Linked DNA regions of Mus musculus: regions 1, 2, 3, 4, 5 and 6 are each linked to region 7. The links are chromatin contacts, called in public Hi-C, HiChIP or PLAC-seq and promoter capture Hi-C maps. All regions are on one chromosome and are shown on one strand. Each heading gives the region's core, a stretch centred on a gene start, on an enhancer-like site or on the middle of the called end of the contact. The rest is flanking DNA. Distances are from core to core; before and after follow the strand shown. Region 1 holds the start of Magoh (mago homolog, exon junction complex core component). Region 2 holds the start of Lexm (lymphocyte expansion molecule). Region 3 holds the start of Dhcr24 (24-dehydrocholesterol reductase). Region 4 holds the start of Pars2 (prolyl-tRNA synthetase (mitochondrial)(putative)). Region 5 holds the start of Ttc4 (tetratricopeptide repeat domain 4). Region 6 overlaps Mroh7 (maestro heat-like repeat family member 7). Region 7 holds the start of Yipf1 (Yip1 domain family, member 1).

Region 1 (2,700 bases), core at 155-2,654, 570 kb after region 7:
CCTGGATCTCACTCGGTAGACCAGGTTGCCCTCGAACTCAGAAATCCGCCTGCCTCTGCCTCCTGAGTGCTGGGATTAAAGGCATGTGCCACCACACCTGTCGTGTGTCAATCTTCTATGACTAGAATTTACCGTATTTCACCTACTTGACCTTAAAATTCCCGCACCAGAAATTTGACCTTTCACAGAGGTCAACTTTGGCTCTTGAAAATGAACCTCTTGGGTAGTGGTCTCCACATTTGACCCACCTCGTTTTTGTTTCAGTTTGTGTGTGTGTATCTTACTTGGTAGTCCTGACTGGCCTGGAACTCACTATGCAAAGAGCAGTCTAGGCTTAAACTCACAGAGGTCTACTCCACTCTGCCTCTGAAGTGCTGGGATCAAAGGCATTGGCCACCATGCCCAGTTCTCACCTGGGTATTTTTTTAGAGGCTTCAGTGAAACTGGATTCTGTCAGCATGTGGCTAGGGCTGAGAATCGCTGCTAAATAAGATGACCAGTAGGAGCCGGGCGGTGGTGGCGCACACCTTTAATCCCAGCACTTGGCAGAGGCAGGTGGATTTCTGAGTTTGAGGCCAGCCTGGTCTACAGAGTCAGTTCCAGGACAGCCGGGGCTACACAGAGAAACCCTGTCTCGAAAAACAAAACAAAACAAGACAAAAAAGCCTAGTAGGGATCCAACATTCATTTAACCGACCCACAACACCTATCTAGACATGTTAGCTTGAAAGGGAAGAATGAAAGGCAACTCGTTCATGAGTGGTGACCCTCGTGAGGATGAGGTAGGAGGGTTTGTGGTTTCAGGTCAGTCTGGATCAGGTAGCAGTACTCTGCCTACACGTAAAATAAAGAAATAGCAGAAAGGGATGTTAGCTAAATGCAGGCAAGTTTCAGGCAACATTGTGGAATGGGAAAGGAGTCATTCTTAAAAGACAGCTAAGTAAAGCCAACTTTATTTTTCGGGACAGGGTCTTAGTATGCAGCCACTGGTCTCAAACTCTCATTACGCTCTTTAGACATTTACTACTAATCTCCCGCCTCAGAGCCACCTCCTGATCTACACACTGGGGAGTGGAAGAAGGCGGGGGATGGGGGTGGCAGCGTACTCATAGATGAGCAAATCATTTTGCCTCCTTTTACTGTGGAAACCCATCTAGGTTCAGAGTGTGAATAACCTCGTTCGACTCACTTGTCTCTTTAAATTGAGGTTGCGCCTGACAGGACTCTAGCGCTCAGTGTTGGGCTGAAACCCAGATGCAGTTCTCGGATCCCAAGATCTTCCAGAACTCTCGATATACAACCAAGGGGGCGTGGCGATCTTGACCCAGCGTCTAGGGGAGGGGGCGTGGTAATCTCGTTCCCGCCTCCGGAGAGTGAGAAACTCTTAGTGTCGCGGTGGCAGACGTCATTTCCGCGCGCCACCATTACGCCAGTATAAGACGTAGACCGCAGGCCGTGGTAGTGTCATCCGTTCCTAAAGTTCCGTCCTCCTTGTCCCTTGCGAGGCATGGAGAGTGACTTTTACCTGCGTTACTACGTGGGCCACAAAGGCAAGTTCGGTCATGAGTTCCTGGAGTTTGAATTCCGACCTGACGGTAAGAGCGGCCTCCCGGCTGCGGGCAGTGGGACCGGCCCCGGGGAGGGCGGAGAGAAGGCGGGCTGCGGAATGTGGCGAAGCGAAGCAAGGGACGCCGACCACCGTGCTGTTGGGTCGTGAAAGAGGCATTCTTTTGTCGGCTTCATTGGTTCTTTCTCTTCATCCGCTGGCGATTCTCCTTCGTAGCTTTTTAAAAAGCCAGGTTGCTTACATTCAACAAAGATTTAATGTCCATCTGAGAATGGGCTGTTTGTTTTCCAGTCTGGGGACAGAGCAACAAAAATAAATTTTCCCCTCTCGTGGAACATGTGTTTCAGAGCCGGAAGAAACCACAGCGATCTCTTGTAGTGTGGAGTGATCAAAAAGTAAGGTCGCTTTTAAAGAGCAGTCTGAGGAGTGTGAATTTGAATTAAGCCGTAATTGAAAAGGGATCAATTTTTGAAGTACAGGAAGAAAAGCATCTACAGGAGTAGCAAGTGTCATAGGACCTCAAAGAGCCAGACATATCCAGGTGGTCACTGGGGTGACTGAGAGACAGTAGTAGGGGGTGATGTTAGTCAAGAGCCTCGCTATACAGGTGTTTGTAGTGCTTGCTTGCATACAGCTTCCTTAGTTTTCAAAGTCCTTTCCCAACCCAGTTGAACATCAGCATGTTCTTCTCTGTGCAGCTAAGATAGCATTAAAATTCCTGTTTACAGCTGAGAACGTGTTCTTTTGCTACATCATGGCAGCCTTTTCCCGGGACTCTAGTTTACTGTCAGGTCCTTCTTCTGTTGTTCAGTAGTTTCAAGTGAAGTACCAAAAACACTACTATCACAGCTGGGAAATGGGTTGAAACATTCGATATAATTTAGGCAAAGCTCATATTCTTTGGAGGGTAATGGTGCTTTGTTCATGTTTTCTAATACGTTGCATTCTTTTTTTTTTTTCTTTTTTCTTCCGAAGGTAAATTGCGATACGCCAACAACAGCAATTACAAAAATGACGTCATGATCAGGAAAGAGGTACAGACCTTTCCTTCACTACGACTTAGCCTTTGGTTTCCCATTGCTTATGTTCTCTCTGGTAATGAAAGATGAAGTGTAGGAAGCGAGCACTTATTT
Region 2 (2,700 bases), core at 95-2,594, 700 kb before region 7:
AGGCTCACCAGTTCCACCGAATGATGTCTGGAGTATGGGGCCTCTGTGAAGGTGCTGAATTTCTTCTGGTTGGGATAGACAGCGGAGACATCAAACCTAAGAGAGGTATAAGTGAGGGCCCATCTGGTCCTGACTGGGGCAGCCCTGGTGGACAGGCAGTTGGTTTCCCAGGACAGGCGACTTTGGAGCTGACCCTTGAATGTCACTTTGGATCTGCTTCATCATTTTGAGAGTTCCTGAGATGCTCTGCCACCCACCCTATGCTCTGCCTCTCCCTACAGCTTCATTCTTCTTCAGAGTTCTTACCATTATCCTTCCCAGCTCAAGTAGATAGATAGATGTTATACTACAGGGTGGATACTTCATATCATCTTTCATATACGTTTAATTATCCAGACCACCTCATGATCACAGATTCTAGAACCGTGTGTGGCACATAGTAGGTCATTTATATGCAACTATATTACATAATAGAACATAAAAAGAAATATGACAGTTGAGCATAATGGTGCACACCTTTAATCCCAGCACTTGGGCGGCAGAGACAGGTGGATCTCTATGACTTTGAAGTCAGCCTGGTCTATAGAGTGAGTTCCAAGACACCCAGGGTTATGTAGAGAGACTGTCTCAAAAAGAAAGAGAGAGAGAGAGAGAGAGAGAGAGAGAGAGAGAGAGAGAGAGAGAGAGAGAGAGAGAGAGGAAAGGAAAAGAAAAGAAAAGAAAAGAAAAGAAAAGAAAAGAAAAGAAAAGAAAAGAAAAAGAAAAAAGAAATAAGACACCTGGGTTGCAAACAAAACTTTTTAGCTAAATTTCATGGGATGGGCAGACCATGTGGCCTCTATGAATATTTTACATTAGGTGGTTTGGAAATAGTTTGCAAGAACTTGCTACAAAAATGGAACAGAAAACAAACAAACTTAGAGGCTTTAATCCCAGCACAGAGAGGGCAATGATAGGCAGATCTCTGTGAGTTCTGTCCAAGCAGGGCTACATAGGAAGAGAGGAGGAGAAAAGAGGAGGAGGAGGAGGAGGAGGAGGAGGAGGAGGAGGAGGAGGAGGAGGAGGAGGAGAAAGTGAGTGGGGGAGGGGCGAGCCAGCCCTCTTCCCTTCCTTCCCGGGCTCCAGCCTTCTGGGTTAGCCTTCCTCCCGGAGGCGGAGGCAGAGGCGCTGGTGGGGCCACAGGAACTCCCTTGGATCCTGGGTGCTAGGCCAGGAAGCAGTTGGGCCCCACCTGTGGCTCTGCACCCCAAAGGGCGCCCCTTTGAACCACTTGGGGATGGTGGACATGATGTTGCGCGGGGGGGCGCCGTGGGTGCGAGGTCTCATTGAGCCTAGACTCCAGCCTGCCCCCACCCCGGCACAACACCCCCTTGACACCGCGCGCTGCCACGGCAACCCGCAACCGGGGCGTTATGATTCAGCAAGTACAGACCTGCTTCGTGACACGTGGGAGCTCTCCAGCGTGCTGGCTGCCCCCTGACGTTATCATTCACTTTATATTCCCAATGCTGCCTTGCCTGAGACCCTTCCTGGGCTCCTTCAGACCTTAGGATCCCCCTGGGGTTTAATGAGAGAGCTCTTGTCACTTGCTGAGAATCTGTTTATTTCTGCTTATACTGGGGAGAGCCCAGGCTCAGAAATTGCCTTCATGTTCACCTTGTAAGGGAAACGGAGGGGAGAGCAGACTTGGGAATTCTGGTCCTTCTCTGCTGGATGGAACTCTGGCGGGGGAGGGGAGCGATGGGGAGAGGGGCGTGGCAGGGCAGGGTGGGGCGGGGAAGCCAAGGAAGATGGCACGTGGAGGACAAGTAGAGAGATAGGTGAAGGTACTTAGAGACATCAGAAGGGATGCAGTGGCATCAGAACCTCAGATATCCACTCTGAGCAGACACTAAAGGACGACTGGCCCCCAAATGTGGTCCCTGTCCTCTGACAACCACTTCCACAGCTTGGCCAGGCTAGCAGGTGGGGAATGGGGTGGGGCCCAGCCTGTGGACAGGCACTTCAGGGAAGAATCCCAAAGGAGGAATCACTTGCTAGGTGAAGAAAGAGGGGAGGGTGTGCCCCCAACCTGGTGTGACCAGCTCTCCCTCCTCCTCCCTTCCCCTACTGATAGCATCCTCTGGCTGTGCTAATGTCTCCTTCATTACCCCAGAGCCCTGCAAGGGCTTTCAGCAGAGATGGAACAGATGTCTGTCTACACCCCACTCCTGTGACAAGATAACTGGAGGTCGATGGAAGATACCTTCAGTCCTGCATCCAACCAGTGGCAAAGCACACCAGAGGCACAGCAGCCTCCTACAGCAGACCCACACCACAGTTGGTATTTAAATGGAAAGCTGGACTAATGGCTCCAGGCCTGGCAGTCACAGAGTCACAGCTGATAGAGCGACCACAGTATACCACTGAGCGGGGGGGGGGGGGGTGTGTGTGTCAGAGACATCAGCTGTAGTGTCCCTTTTTTTTTTTTTTTTTTTTACTTTTTTTTTTTTTTTAAAGATGTCTATAAATATACCAGAAGAGGGTGGGCGTCTGAATTTCATTACGGGTGGTTGTGAGCCACCATGTGGTTGCTGGATTTGAACTCAGGACCTTTGGAAGAGCAGTCAATGCTCTTATCCTCTGAGCCATCTCACCAGCCCATGGCGTCCCTTTCTAAGTCTCCTCATGCTTACCTGGGAAATGAAGCAACATTCTATC
Region 3 (2,700 bases), core at 80-2,579, 750 kb before region 7:
CATAGCTGGGTAGGACGGTCGGTTCCAGTCTGGACTCCTCCCTTTGGAAGCTGAGGGTAAACAACCTCTCACTTTGAACTTTGATTTCTATTGGATATTTGAACTCCCACATACATTCTTCACTTATCCTTTGGTCAACAACGGTGTGCCTTACAATGCCCTAGTCATTATGCCACAAATTGGAAATTCAAAAGTGCTGTAATAACAAGGTGTTGTTTGCCCTAAAGCTCCATCTGTAGGAGGGAGAGACACATAAAGGGACAATTATATAAAAATGGAAAGAACTGTGAGCCTCTGAAAGAAGTACATAAACTTGGCTTTAGAAGTGGCACCTCGCGAATCTCTAGGCTGTGTAGTGCTTTACCTCGGTGATACAATGGGGAAAGAGCCTTCTAGGGACAGATTCACCGAAGGTGGAAGGTGGCGCTATAAAGGATGGCAGAATGGAGTGCCCGAGTCCGTGTCCGGACAAAGGTGGAAGGGGGGGGGGGGGGGGAAGGAAAGACACGTGAAGCAGACAAGGCCCTGGGAGGTTTGAAAAATCTTCAGAGCTTCCTCCTGTTCAGGGAAAGTGCAAATACCACCGGACTCAAGCTTCTGGCGAGGTCAGAGGTTGTTCCGCAGCCTGGCCTGGTTGCTCCGCAAGGCCGGGGCCATGTGCTGGGTTCTTACTCTTAATCTAGGGCTGCCATGCCGCCTTGAAGCTCTTTCTTCCTGTCTCCAAGCCTCCATCCACTTTGGGTTCAGCATGGAAGAATGCCATCAACGCCTCTGTGCTTTTTAAAATTACTCGACAGGTGGAATTCACCATCGCGTATTTTAAAATGGGGGTCCCAGCTACCCACGGCCCAGAACTGCTAAGGGGGGTAGTTCAAATGCATTTATGGTAAACGCCCTGAAAATTGAAAGGATTCCCCCTCCTGGCCATGTGCCTACAGAGTGTCATGACCTGCCCCGGTCAAGGCCAGAGGCTCTCCTGCCAGGGTTGCAGGGTGGTTGTCTGGAGCGCCTCCCACCCTGGGGAGGTAACCCAATGCACAACTGCTTGACGTGTGTCCACGGGAGGCACCACCCAAGGAGGAGATCAAGGGTGGTCCCGCTGCCTCCAGAGCGAGAGCCCTAAACCCCGCCAAGCCCGCCGCTTGCCGACCCTACCAGCGCCCCCAGCCCAGGTCAGCCCCTCCTCGCACGCCGACTAGAAGAGGGTGGAGCATCCCGGTTCCCGCAGCCAATGAACGCAGCGGCTCCCTGGTCCGATCCCCGGCGCGGCTCACCATTGGTCGCCGCCTGGGTCTCGGCCCACCGAACCTTGGCGACCCAAGCCAATCGCGAGGCGGCGGGCCCGACTTACAGGCTCCCGGGGCGGTGGCGGCAGGCGCTGAGCCGGCGGAGCGCGGAGCGGGCGAAGGAGACGGGCGGCGCGAGCCCGCACCCTTCCGCGCGGTGCGCCGCGACACCATGGAGCCCGCCGTGTCGCTGGCCGTGTGCGCGCTGCTCTTTCTGCTCTGGGTGCGAGTGAAGGGGTTGGAGTTCGTTCTCATCCACCAGCGCTGGGTGTTCGTGTGCCTCTTCTTGCTGCCGCTCTCGCTCATCTTCGATATCTACTACTACGTGCGCGCCTGGGTGGTGTTCAAGCTGAGCAGTGCGCCGCGCCTGCACGAGCAGCGCGTGCGGGACATCCAGAAACAGGTGAGCGGCGCGGGGCGCGGCTGTGCGCCGGGGTAGCGGTTCTCTGGGCGACGGGGGCGTGTGGGGCCGGAGGAATGGGCGTGGGAGTGGGGATCGCAAAGGACCTGGCGTGTGATGGGGGAAGGGACTGTCCAAGGATGAAACGGAAGCAGCAAAAGCACCGGGGCAACAAACAGAACCCTAACCCTAGGTTTATAAAGTGTCTGCTAGGTGCAGGGCATGCGCAGTGCCTAGAAAACGAGGGACCCTAAACCCTCGGGAAGTGCGCAACAGTCAGGTAACTCAGGCCCCCCACATTCCAAAGGAGGAATGGCCTCTGGAAGGTGGTTCTGGGAAATGGGGAGGGGGGAGATCCAAGTGGAGAGATTGGCTGAGCAGAAGTAGGAAGCTGAGGAGCACAGTCATGAGAGGAAAAAGGTTAGAAAGTCAGTTTGGAGAGGAGCCTTATGCAGGAAAGAGGTGAAAGTTTGTTTTGCGGTCCGAGGTGCTTCGGATCCTTTTACAATGGAGGTTTAAAGAGAGATTAAAAGGCAGGATCAGCCCCCAATTCCGTGTAATGTGCAGCAGATTCTGCATCCAGATGTAGTCGTCCCAGTAAGTAGATGAGGAGTTCATATAGGCCAGCCGGCACCAAGGCTAAGACTTCTCTTCACAGTGAAGCGTCTTCCCCCTCATCCAGGGTTAGCATGGGCTCCCTTTGCCCTCCTTATATTCCTCTCTAACTTGCATCAGGCTTCAGAGAGCGTCTGCTTCCTGCCGCTGCCCGCATGGCAACCACCCTCTTGTTCTATTTACTTCTTGCTGTATGCTGCAGACTGAGCACCACAGGCTTAGCCTGCAGGTGCCAGGCAGAGTGACCTCCAGACCAGAAGACCTTACCCAGGGAGAGGAGATGCAGAGGGTGCATCGATCAGAATCACTTTGCACCTCCACCCCCACCTGCACCATTTTCCTTGGGTCTGTCTGCAGGTTCTATTTGCCATTTATTTACCTGCTGGATGTCCTGTGAGC
Region 4 (2,700 bases), core at 8-2,507, 660 kb before region 7:
GTAAGCGGTATTTCTCAGTGGTGTTTGCTTCAATTCCTGTCTCCAGGTTCCTGTCCTGAGACTTGACTCCTCGCTACCCACCCCCACCCCAGGGATGGACGGTAACTCATAAGCTAAAACAAACCCTTTCCTCCCCAAGTTGCTTTTGGTTGTTATCTTTCTCACAGCCACTGAAAGCAGACTAAGACACTTGGTCGGCTGAAGTTTGACTGTGTCAGCTTACAGGCCATCACTTCTAACATGAATGTTGGGAGCTGTTTTCCCCATTCTCTGCTTCCCCACAGCTGCAGCAGTAGCGTGTACTATGTAATTATTCATAAACTATTTTGTGAGGGCTGGGGAGACAGCTCATCAGGTAAAGTGGGTGCCATGAAACATGAAGAGGGGGTTCAGAGCCTCAGTGTATAAGGTAGAGATGGATGAGAAACACCTATGAAAGCTTTGGGCCTTCACACACTAGTTCACACGTGTATATGTGTTCCTACACACATACAAACATACCACATAACACACTTATGTAAACCATGTACATATACATCTTGTAAATGAAGAAAAGACCCAGCCTCATTGTATGTGTGTGTGAGTTTGTGTGGGAGTGGAGGTGGGTATCCTCAGTGGTCAGAAGGTTTTGGAGTTCCCTGGAGCTGGCGTTTCAGTGATTGTGGGTGCTGAGAACCGAACACTGGTTCTCTGAAGCACAGCAGTGGTTGTTAACCAGCACAGCAACGAATGTTTCAAGTCGCATCTTCAAGACTCAGGGACACTCGCCTTTGAGAAGCCACATCCGTGCTCTCCAGTTCCCCTGGTGCTTTTAAGCCTAGTGCTTCAGCCTATATTAAAATGTCTTTATTAAACCCCATCTCTGCTTCATAAAATTTTTTAAAAAGACTTCCTTGGCTATTGTAATACAGGTGACCTTATGCAAGTGTTTCATAGTTTTAAACTCATTTAAATTGTGGCTTGTTCAATCATAGCGTAGATTTGAAACATAGCTATTGTCAATGAACCTGCTCTCCACATAGACCGGGCCTAGCAGTGGGCGGTAAAAACAGGACTCAAATCCTTTAAAGTAAGGTTTGATCATAGAGTTGAACCTTGCTAATTCCTAGAGGGCACTTCCGGAATCTTGGCGGGAGAGCGAGGCTCTTTGGTTTGCTTTCCGGAAAACCTCTCCAGCCTCTCTCCAGAGCGTGGGACCGGAGCATCCCGCCCCCTCCCGTGAGTGCGGCTTTCCGATTGGTGAGAAACACAGGGGGCGAGGCTCCGGCCATGTCGGCGCAGGCGCACTGGCTTTGCGTGACTGAAGAGCGCCCGACTCAGGTATTGAGTTGCTGCTGGTGAGCATCGGTGGCCGCTGGACTTGGAGGGTGGCTAGGAAGGGCCCAGCGAATCTAGGGACAGTTTCTGGGCACGCGCACCCACGATCTGGTGTCTGCTGTCTCGCGTGCATCCTCTCAGTCGCCACAGGCTATTGGATAGTCGTGTGCTCGGTTGCAGTTCACCTTTCCCCATCTCCACCCCCGCTGTTTGAGAGCAACACTTCCGCCCTAGTTATCCTTGCGTGGCCCTTACTTAGAGGCACAGAGTTCCTAAAAGGGCCCATTTTGGACCGGTCCCGGGGATGACCTGGTGGCTCAGCCGCCTTAGGGTTCTAAAGAGGAATGAAGTGACCGCAGTACGCTCACTCCTCGTAAAGGCCAAGATAGAGCAGGGGTTGGAAGTTTCATCGCTGTTGTATGCTGCGCTGACGTTGGTGGTATTTGGAGGCAAATTCCCGCAATCCAGAATGGCCATGGGCCTTTTGATGTCACCTGACACAAATCAGAGCCTATGACCCTATGATCCATCTCAGAGCCTATGAATTGGGCATCATAATACACAAACCTTTAGGGCACTAGGCATTGCAAGCACACTGTGTGCAGTTTTCCTGACTGGATCGTGTGTGTGTTCATGTACTGTGTACCTGAAATAGGGCGAAGGCAGGGAAAAGGCCTCTTACAGGTGAGATCTGCGGTACACTCGAAAGGCAGCAAGAAACTGTCATTACCAATGCCTGTGTTAAGTTGAAAGTGTAAGGAATGCAAGGAGGCCAGTAGAGACTGTTTTAACAGTCACGGATGATGGTATCTTGAACTGAGGTGCAGGCTGGTCAGGTGGAGCAGGCTGGGCCAGAGGACTAAAAACTGTGACAGTACTGTGGAGCAGAGTAGATGAGGGCAGGTTTCTGGTTTGGCCAGAGGGTGCTTTGCAGGGTGATACTCAGATCTGCAGGGGCACCATTGTCTGAAGAGATTCTGCCTCACTAAGTTTCAAATAGCGTGTACTATGTTCTCCAAAGATGGGAGAATATATAGGTCAGAAATTCAACAGTTTGGACAGTGAAGATGCAAACTGACCAGGAATGTGTGGTGGGTGAGAGGAGCAGTTAAAACAATATTGACTTTTTTGTTGCGGCAGATTTTCATTTCCTCCGATGTCCTGGAACTCAGATGTGCAAACCTAGCTGATTCTCTTACCTCTGGCTCCCAAGTGCTGGGATTACAAATATGCCTCAGCGCCTAGCAATACTGACTTAGTAGGGATCGAGACAAGGAATTGAAGAAAAAACAAACAAACAAAAACCAAAAAAAGCCTGCTCTTCGCTGTTGCCTGTGAGATTGCAATTGACTTGTTTCAGGGTCTCTCCCCAGTGTTCTGAAA
Region 5 (2,700 bases), core at 157-2,656, 640 kb before region 7:
TGCCTGGGGTCAAAGGCATGCATGGCCACCATCCAGCTATAAGTGCTGTTTTAAAAAGGGGAATTAAAGATGGTCTAGAGAAATGGCTAAACAGGTAAAGGCACTGGCCCCTAAGCTTGACAACCTGAGCTTGACCTGAGGAACATGTGAAATGGTAAGAAAGAATCCACCTCACAAGGCTAGCCACTGATCTCTGTAAGTATGTACACACGTATACACACACACAAACAGTTTTACGAAGGGGGGATATAGCTCACTTACCCAGCATATGTGAGATTCTGGGTTCAATTTCCAGATACACATACACACACACACATTTATCTCAGTTTTTGAAGGACTTTAATTTCTATTGAGAAAATTACACTGCTCCTTTTCTTACATTGTGTCATTCACTGAAAAGCAATCCCCCTCCTCTCTCTGGTACTACAGTAGTGGTGGACCTCGTGGCACTCATCACACACCCTTCCTGATTTGTTAGGGCAATCAGGCTTTTCATCCAAGTCAGGCCTCTGGGGCTTGGAACTGTACACATTTACTTAGAAGGCATCCAAAGGAGAATGTGTGGAGTCAACACTGACATGTTAGCCATAATACTTTCGCTCAACTCAACAAGGACACAAAAGAAGTGCTGGGTGACAGTAAGATACCTTCTGGATATCGATCATCATCAAAAATCATCGACTGGAGGCAGGCCAAGTCAGGAAACTCCTCGGGGTCAATTTCTGATGGCGCTTTTTTCATAAATAGGGGAATCTTGTCAAATTCCTAGAATTTAAAAGAACAATTAGCGTTGTCTACTGATTAGATCCAATCCCAGGACACGACATCATAAAGTTTTTTCCTCGCTGAGCATGATATGCAAATCCTAAGGATTGGCTGGAGCTAGACATCCAGTTTCTCAGGTGTTAAATGTGGGATCCTGATTTCCAACGCTCTCCATGGGTGGTAGCAATCACCTTCAACTAGGCGCTGTCGCGTTCCTGACCACCTTCACCATCTCCTTTCAAGTTTACCCTAACCTGGGTGCTGCAGTAAAACAACTAAGGGACCCCTGGTAGTAGAGCCTGGTGGTGGTGTGTGACAGGACTGCCTGCAAAACCCCCGTGGTCTTAAACGCAGTCAACTTATACGCAAAACCTCGAGGCGGACGGTTTCTACCAGTGACCAAGCCTCGAGGACCAAGCTCCTACCCCAGAAGCCCCCGGCGCCGCCCACCTCCTCCCACTGATCCTCGCGGAAGCCGCCGCGGTAAGGCTGGCTCTGAAACTTTTCCAGGAACGCGTCCATGGAAGCGTCCTCTGTAGGCTCAGGCTCAGAACTCTCCATGGCAGCTCGCAACTTCGGCGCTTCAGTCCCGGGACCAAGAAACGCGCCGCTCCTTCCGGCGGCAGGGATGCCCTTCCTTTTGCAGTCCGGGCTGCGCGAGGCTATGCCTCTCGGGTTCCGCCGGCCTGGGGGCGTGGCCTGCCTGGAGGTGTGGCCTGACTCCGCGCTTTCCCTCTCGCCCAGCCCCACCCATCCATTGCAGAGTTTGCCTGGCCTCTAGTCTCCTCGCTTTGGGGCGTGGTTAGGTTAACTCCCTTTTGTATCTAAACTCTTCATCTCCACTCTCCAACCCTGATGCTTTTATGTCTTTTCTATAAATGTTCTCAAAAGATGACTTCGTAGCCAGGCCACATGATATTTGTCTGTAATCCTAGCACTTAGGTTTAATAGGAGAACCATAAGTTCAAGACCAGTCTAGACTATATAGCAAGACCCTATTTCAAACAAAACAAAACTTTTGAGCATACAAATACTTTTTTTTTCTTCACGCAGCACAAGGTTTGAGGTCCCCATACACCCCTACAACCTATAACTACATGTGAAACTCCATGTGGCTTACCCTACAAGGATGGGTGCCCAGCCTGCCTGCTCACCTCATGGATACTACAACAACAGAGGTCTTCACAGATACCCCCATAGGCCCATGGGAAAATTACCCCGAGATGTATGCCCACAGGTAGAATCCTTGGGCTGTGATTATTGACACATTCACCACTACTGACTAGTAACAGGTTCTTGTTCAGTACAGCTGCATTGATCTTTCGCCCCACCAGCCTTGCCCCGGGGTCCCTACATCCCACGAAGAGTTTTCTGAAGTTGACATCTGCTCATATATCTCTCTTCTCAGCACCCCCACCATGCCTCCCCACTGCCCCTACCTCCTCAGCAGTCTCCATGGCCTTAGGACCTGGCCCTTGCATCTCTCCTCTTTTTCCAGGTTCCCTCTCACTGGGACTTTGAAGAGGGTCCCATGTACCTGAGGGTACCTTTGCACCCACAGATGACCAGATGTGGTCATCTTTCCAAACCTCCTTGAGAAGTCTCTTGTCTGGCAAGTCATTCCAGCGGACACACACAACCTCTGGATACCACAGTCCCCATGCTTCCCGCTGAGCTCATCTCTGAAAAATTTCAACCCGGGAACCATTTGGATGTGGGGGCTGTCCTGCCTGTAATGTCCTGTAAGGCATTTAACAGTGTGCCTGACACCCGCTCTTTACCCAACAGCTGTTAGTAACATTGACACTGTCAGGTGGCAACACCAAATATGTCTCTGGATATTTTTGCATTAGTGTTAGGCAAACCGGATGACGAGTCAAGGGTGAGACTCGGCGACCAGGGTTCCCGAATATGCATGACGTCATAGGTGGGAAG
Region 6 (2,700 bases), core at 110-2,609, 610 kb before region 7:
TGATATAGAATCGGGACTAAGGAGAAAGAACGGCAGGAGGTTGAAGGCAGCCTGGAAACCATCTCATGAGCTCCCTGAAACCTAACCTCAGGCTGTGCTTTCACTTACAGGCTCCAGACTCTAATGTAGGACCTGGTCTTCATTAGGTCCTATGCATATTCACTGAATAAGACCATATGCCAGCCCATGGCTAGACTCAGAAAGAACAGAGAATCCTGCCTTACCCTCATGGCATTACAGTCTAGTAGGAAAGACAGACAAAGGAAGAAGACATCAGGGCCATCATACCTAGGTGCACATGGTACATTAGAAGGAGAAATCAAGGTTGGAACAATATGGGAAAGCTTAGCCAACTGAAGGACAGCTCCTGTCGTGATAGAGTTGTTGTCTAACAGGGCAGTACATGCCTGTAGTCCCAGTACCTGAGACGCTAAGTCAGGAGGATTAAAAGTCAGGGGCCAGAGCTTAAAAACAAACAAACATGAAAAACAATGGCTAGTTTGTACCTCTGCTCCTGGTTCCATGGAGATAGGAGTTTCCCATCAGCTCCTAATCCCCATCTGACCCATTCTGCCTGCCTCCAACTGCCCAGCCGTACCACCATGCTCCCCTCCCTAGCTGTGCAGTGGCTAGGGACCTGACTTGGGCATACGTTTCTGGAGATCCAGGATGGTGTAGAGGATGGTGATGCCGTCCAGAGCCTCCCGTCCGATCTCCTCATCAGGATCCCCGATTCGAAGAAGGAGCCTCCCCAGCAGAAGACCCAGTGTTGGGAAGCCCGAGGATATCTGTGAGTGTCACAATCACAGGGAGGGAGTCTATAGCTACATAGTGCAGGGCAAGAAGACCTGCCCAGCTGCAGAAGATCAACTGAGAAGTCACCGGAATGCCCCCACCCCCGAACACCCACTAAGAATGGCAGGGTCACACCCAGGAACACTCACTAAGAATGGCAGGGTCACAAGTGTGTGGTTCAACACAGAGACGTTGCTGTTCACAGCCCGAGCCCGCTCGTGGGCCTTCCCAGAGTTCATCCAGGGCCCTAGGGGCTGTGGGGACAAGGGAGAGATTCTGCTACCATTGTCTGCCAGCCCCTGCTGTCTGTGGGTAAGTCAGTAATCTGCAAGAAGCTTCCAGAAGAAGAAAGAAGGCAATTTGCCACCGTCTTCCTTCTCTTCCTGAGGATCAATGACAGGTGGGGTTTGAGCTGAGAAGGGGACTCAGAGCAAAGGAAGGGACGGGGTCAATGAAGAGAGAAGAGACATGGATAACAATGGAGAAAGGGGTGGGGCAAGAGCAGTGGCTGTAGGGGAATTGCAGACAGTGACTCAGGAAGCTGAGATAATAGGATCAAAAGTTCAAGGCAGTGCTGGGCAATTCAGTGTGACTGTGTATACAGATAAACAAGGAAAGAGGGAACAGGACTCTGCTGTGGCTCAGAGGTAGAGGGCTTGCCTCGCAGGTACAAGGGTTTGGGTCCAACCCTCAGCGTCACCAAAACTAAATAACAGCGTAAAATACAACATGGAAGCAGGGCACTGGCTCAGGATGACGCCACTCCTTCAGAGCCCACCTCCCACTTGTATGAAGCCATTTTCCTACTTCCTTCTCCCTTTCCCTGCTTGCCCCGTGTCGTCCCCACCCCCCCACCCCCCACGCCGCACCTCCAGGATGCTCTTCAGCCCAGTAGGAGTGGGGTCTTCAATAAAGAGGGCATTCAGAAGTTTCTGCAAGGAATCCAAGGTCTGGTAGTAAAGGATCTGTGGACAGGAGGACAGAGCTGCTGGGAGCTTGTTAGACACCACCGCCCTCTGCTGGCACGACTTGTAACTACAAGGGGCTGCCAGTTCCTTCCACAGCAAGGATTCTGGCCATGACTTTGGGCCCTCTCAGGCCACCAGCTTGAGAATCCAGAACCCAGACGCTATCTTATCTGTCTGTGTGGCCTCACCCCTACCTATTATACAGCACGCCTGTCAGAGTCCCTGTCCCCCCACCCTCCAGTCTTCAGTCACATCACTTATCATCCTGGCAGTTGGCATGGGTTCTGTACAGGTTCTCTGCCACCCTCTTCCAGGAAACCACGTGCTCCATCCACCCTAGGCCATGTTCCTCATCCCATACTCTTTTTGATACCCCATGGTTTATGCTTGCAGCACTGACTACTGCGGAGATTTTTGGGTACTGGGTTCTTTGATGGCATCCATCTCCTCCACCGTCACACTACTGCGAGACTACCGTAGTGACCTGGAGAGGAACATGGCTAATACCTGCTGAGAGAAAGGGTAGCCGAACAGCTGGACCCCCCCTCTCACTCAACATCCCGCTTGACCCTAGCTCTCCTTGCATCTTATACCTTAGTATCCCCTGCTGTGGTACCTCCAGGAATGATTCTGCAGAGACTTAAAGATGCTCACCAAACCCCCTTTGAGGCTCTGTTCTCCAGGTCTCTGCCCAGTTTCCCCCAGTCTTCTTCCATAGAGCACAGTCCTCAGTACTACCCTCTTATCCTGCCCACTTCCTACGGCCTTACAGCATCTATCTATATCCCTGATACAGGACAGGGCCCTCCTAAGGAAGCCATTACTGCAACAGTTCACCCTTCTGCTGAATAGCTATCAAGTATCTGTTCAGACTGTCGCAGGTGACGTGAGGTGCTCCGGGCCACTCAGCCAAGGAGTAAGGGAGACCATCTATAGA
Region 7 (2,700 bases), core at 186-2,685:
AAGATGAGGAGCCCATAGCGAGCATTTGGGGTGGCCTTTTCTCAGGGTCTGTAGCTGGAGTAAGATCAGTGGGGGTGAGGTTAGCAGCAAATGAGCGAATGTGAGACAGAAGAGGTGTTGGGCATGCTTGCACGTCTGAGTTCATAAGCTGATGTTCATTCCGGACATTCAACAACAGTGCTCCACATGCACTCTGAGCCCAGTTACCCCCTTATATAATAAGGGCGCCCCCCTCGGGTTTGCAGCATTGTTCTGAGAGTTGGAGGTCCTGCATAGACAAAGCCCCTCCATATGAATTATATTAACTAATGTGTGTTATTACACCTGACAGCTTGCCAGTTAGGAAAACATTATCTGGAGAGACGGCTCAGTGGAGCACTGACTGCTCTTCCAGAGATCCAGAGTTCAATTCCCAGCAACCACATGGTGGCTCACAACCATCTGTAATGGGATCTAATGCCCTCTTCTGGGGTGTGTCTGAAGACAGTGGCATACTCACATACATAAAATAAATAAGCAACTCTTTTTTTAAAAAGAAAAAAAAACATTATCAATCATGACTGATATTCAGAGTATGTTAGAAGTCAAATTGGAAGTACCCTGCAGGTGAAGCTAAAGACACTGGTCTCCTTGTATGAGCTGTGAATCAAGTGTCTGCTGTTTACACTGCTCCCTCCCAGACAGCAAAAACTGTCTAGGGACCCTTTCAGTCCGTGATAGAATACTGTGAACAGTAATTGTATGCTACTGCCTTGGCTGGTACTGGCCACCCGGAGACTAGAACCATTCCGGATCTTTTTGTTCTCAGTGTTCACAGGCTGGCAAAGATAAGCAAACAGAATTCAGGCAAGCATTGCCAAAGCAGGGTGAAGCCCAGGGGATTAGCAGAGCAACAGGAGTCCCAGAGGAGACGATAGCATCCCCTATGGGCAGGGGGAGACAGTTTTCCAAGCCTGGAGGTCCAGGTAGGAAGCAAACCACAAGGTCGCTTGCCAGACTATGCCAATGTTGTTAAGTCCTGCTGTTTTCGAGGTGACTGTCAGACACCTAGGTGGTACAGCTGAGGGGCCAGCCCTCTGTGAACAGTGACAAAAGAACTTCTTTGATTCACAAGCCATCTGCTATGGTGCCTTCCTCGCTGGTTAAGTTTTCATGGCCAGAGAAACCAGGAACTGGTGACCTATTTTCTTTTTCTTTTTCATTTTTCTCTTTGCATAAGTAAAACGTATAAACAATGAGTAAAACACTCCCGAACTCCTGAGAATTCGCCCCACTTCGCCTGTCTCTTTAAGACCACCGAGAGGGCGGGACTCAGCACCGAGTTACTTGGCGCTCCGGTGTCTTCCGCGTTTTCCGAGTCTTCGCTGGGTGACCGCGTTTGCTTTAAGAGAGGAGGCGGTGCTCTGCCCGGAGGAGGCGGAGAAATCTAACACCCTCCCCCGGATCTCCGGCTTCCGGGATTGGACTGACCGGCTACCAGTGCAGAGCATCCCAGGCCCCAACCTTTCCTGGACAGTTGGACCTCTTCCTGAGAGGTGAGGGCGTCAGGGCTTCTGGGTCAGTTGGGGAATCTCCTACCCTCCCTGTCCTCTGTTGCTCAAGCATCCCCCACCACCACCCAAACCCTGTCTGTGCATCCCTAGATCCCTGACTGCAGGGTCGCTAACAGTTAAGAGCTACTAATTGCCTGGCTCTTCGCTAAGCTCCTTACACGCACTACCTTATAGAATGGTTTAGACACCTTCACGAACCCATTTTACAGATGGGGAGCCTCAAGGAGCGCACACACAGCAGAGAAACAACAGAATCGGGACTCAAACCCAGGTCTGTCTGGGACCTTAAGCCGGCTGCACTGGAATGCTTTCCCCACCACCTCTCCCAAACCCTAGGCTCCCCTTCCATTTTCTTCCATCTCCAGGCTGCATCTGGCCCCTAAACATTCACGCGGCAGCGAGTGTCCCCCGCAGCCAGTCTCTTTTTGTTGATAGGACACTCTTCTAACTCATGGTCTCCGAGCTCACCAGATAGTCTAGGATAACCTTAAACTTACTCAGTCTCCTGCCTCCGTCTCCTAGGTGCTGGGATCGCCGGCATGCACCAGATTTTGTAGGTCCTGAGTATTGAACCCAGGACTTTGTACTTGCTAGGCAAACATTCAAATGAGCTACCACACCAGCTTTCGGTTCCTCTGTAGGCTGTCCAGTGTCGCTCTGGATGGTTCTTCCCTGCACTGGGTGGATTCCGCTCACAGATGTCCTGATCACAGGCTGGGCTGGACATCCACTCACAGAGTCCTGAGTGCTTCTCGACTCTCCTGTGTTCAGTTCTCACCCGTCACATACTCTATTCCCAGGTGCAGTTCCCTTATTCTCCAGCTCACTCCTCTTCTTTAACTCCGAGAGGCTGCTCAGCTCTATACCAACTCTCTTCCTGAGCTATATTAATATAAATATCAAGTTGTATGACCTGTGATAGTTATATAAACTATCAGTCCCCGTTGAAAGAGTAGGCAAGTGTGTGTGTGGGGGGGAGGGATTGCTCAGCAGGTAAAGGTGGCTGTCCCCAAGCATGGTCCTAGTCCCATTCTGGGTCCCTAAGGTAGAAGGAAAGAACTGAATCCCATAGCCACAGAAGATAAAGAGATGGTAGTAATCATTTTTAGTTTCTGACCCACTATGTGGGGCAGGCCACCCTTAAACT

The links. Promoter capture Hi-C pulls out the DNA fragments that hold promoters and counts their contacts. HiChIP or PLAC-seq counts read pairs in DNA pulled down with a chosen protein or histone mark. A called contact is a pair of places that touch in the nucleus more often than the background predicts.
Region 1: a CTCF HiChIP or PLAC-seq map of the NIH/3T3 cell line shows a contact between it and region 7, with 5 read pairs. The contact joins the promoter of Magoh here to the promoter of Yipf1 in region 7. A contact is called at or near these places in 1 of 39 promoter capture datasets (the 3T3-L1 cell line), 1 of 15 datasets of contacts at CTCF or cohesin (the NIH/3T3 cell line), 1 of 484 Hi-C or Micro-C datasets (LSK cells) and 1 of 115 datasets of contacts at active chromatin or transcription factors (embryonic stem cells).
Region 2: an H3K27ac HiChIP or PLAC-seq map of embryonic stem cells shows a contact between it and region 7, with 3 times the contacts expected there. The contact joins the promoter of Lexm here to the promoter of Yipf1 in region 7. A contact is called at or near these places in 16 of 39 promoter capture datasets (the 3T3-L1 cell line, 3T3-L1-derived adipocytes, the C10 cell line and 11 more), 4 of 115 datasets of contacts at active chromatin or transcription factors (astrocytes, embryonic stem cells and neural tube) and 2 of 9 other capture datasets (embryonic stem cells and liver).
Region 3: a promoter capture Hi-C map of pre-B cells shows a contact between it and region 7, with 3 times the contacts expected there. The contact joins the promoter of Dhcr24 here to the promoter of Yipf1 in region 7. A contact is called at or near these places in 10 of 39 promoter capture datasets (the C10 cell line, the HPC-7 cell line, fetal liver and 6 more), 4 of 115 datasets of contacts at active chromatin or transcription factors (astrocytes, embryonic forebrain, embryonic hindbrain and 1 more) and 1 of 9 other capture datasets (adipose tissue).
Region 4: a contact with region 7 is called in a Hi-C map of CD8 T cells, with 3 times the contacts expected there. The contact joins the promoter of Pars2 here to the promoter of Yipf1 in region 7. A contact is called at or near these places in 9 of 39 promoter capture datasets (the C10 cell line, cranial neural crest, embryonic stem cells and 5 more), 1 of 15 datasets of contacts at CTCF or cohesin (the NIH/3T3 cell line), 4 of 484 Hi-C or Micro-C datasets (B cells, CD4 T cells, CD8 T cells and 1 more), 2 of 115 datasets of contacts at active chromatin or transcription factors (astrocytes and neural tube) and 2 of 9 other capture datasets (adipose tissue and liver).
Region 5: a contact with region 7 is called in an H3K27ac HiChIP or PLAC-seq map of embryonic stem cells, with 6 times the contacts expected there. The contact joins the promoter of Ttc4 here to the promoter of Yipf1 in region 7. A contact is called at or near these places in 8 of 39 promoter capture datasets (the 3T3-L1 cell line, cranial neural crest, embryonic stem cells and 4 more), 1 of 15 datasets of contacts at CTCF or cohesin (the NIH/3T3 cell line), 4 of 484 Hi-C or Micro-C datasets (CD4 T cells, embryonic stem cells, pre-megakaryocyte-erythroid progenitors and 1 more), 3 of 115 datasets of contacts at active chromatin or transcription factors (astrocytes, embryonic stem cells and trophoblast stem cells) and 2 of 9 other capture datasets (adipose tissue and liver).
Region 6: a promoter capture Hi-C map of embryonic stem cells shows a contact between it and region 7, with 2.3 times the contacts expected there. The contact joins the enhancer-like site here to the promoter of Yipf1 in region 7. A contact is called at or near these places in 2 of 39 promoter capture datasets (embryonic stem cells and pre-B cells), 3 of 115 datasets of contacts at active chromatin or transcription factors (T-cell acute lymphoblastic leukemia, astrocytes and embryonic stem cells) and 1 of 9 other capture datasets (embryonic stem cells).

The regions. Positions count from the first base shown.
Region 1 is chr4:107,878,351-107,881,050 of GRCm38.p6, forward strand. It overlaps Magoh (mago homolog, exon junction complex core component), which reads left to right and starts at 1,405. Exons shown (of 5, transcript NM_001282737.1): 1 at 1,405-1,595; 2 at 2,543-2,601. The coding sequence starts at 1,508.
Region 2 is chr4:106,615,894-106,618,593 of GRCm38.p6, forward strand. It overlaps Lexm (lymphocyte expansion molecule), which reads right to left and starts at 1,345. Exons shown (of 10, transcript NM_183182.3): 1 at 1,232-1,345; 2 at 9-96. The coding sequence starts at 1,326.
Region 3 is chr4:106,559,709-106,562,408 of GRCm38.p6, forward strand. It overlaps Dhcr24 (24-dehydrocholesterol reductase), which reads left to right and starts at 1,330. Exons shown (of 9, transcript NM_053272.2): 1 at 1,330-1,689. The coding sequence starts at 1,459.
Region 4 is chr4:106,649,812-106,652,511 of GRCm38.p6, forward strand. Pars2 (prolyl-tRNA synthetase (mitochondrial)(putative)) reads left to right here and starts at 1,258. Exons shown (of 2, transcript NM_172272.2): 1 at 1,258-1,320.
Region 5 is chr4:106,677,538-106,680,237 of GRCm38.p6, forward strand. It overlaps Ttc4 (tetratricopeptide repeat domain 4), which reads right to left and starts at 1,407. Exons shown (of 10, transcript NM_028209.2): 1 at 1,216-1,407; 2 at 648-765. The coding sequence starts at 1,326.
Region 6 is chr4:106,706,807-106,709,506 of GRCm38.p6, forward strand. Mroh7 (maestro heat-like repeat family member 7) reads right to left here. Exons shown (of 24, transcript NM_001126487.1): 8 at 1,665-1,760; 9 at 945-1,049; 10 at 653-788. Among named protein-coding and RNA genes, the nearest start is that of Mroh7, 20 kb to the right of the region's middle. Within about 2 kb of position 1,360, at least 49 of the 459 cell types and tissues checked have an H3K27ac peak or open chromatin away from gene starts, as enhancers often do. A contact at or near this core is called in embryonic stem cells, where this site is marked.
Region 7 is chr4:107,312,928-107,315,627 of GRCm38.p6, forward strand. It overlaps Yipf1 (Yip1 domain family, member 1), which reads left to right and starts at 1,436. Exons shown (of 10, transcript NM_145550.3): 1 at 1,436-1,535.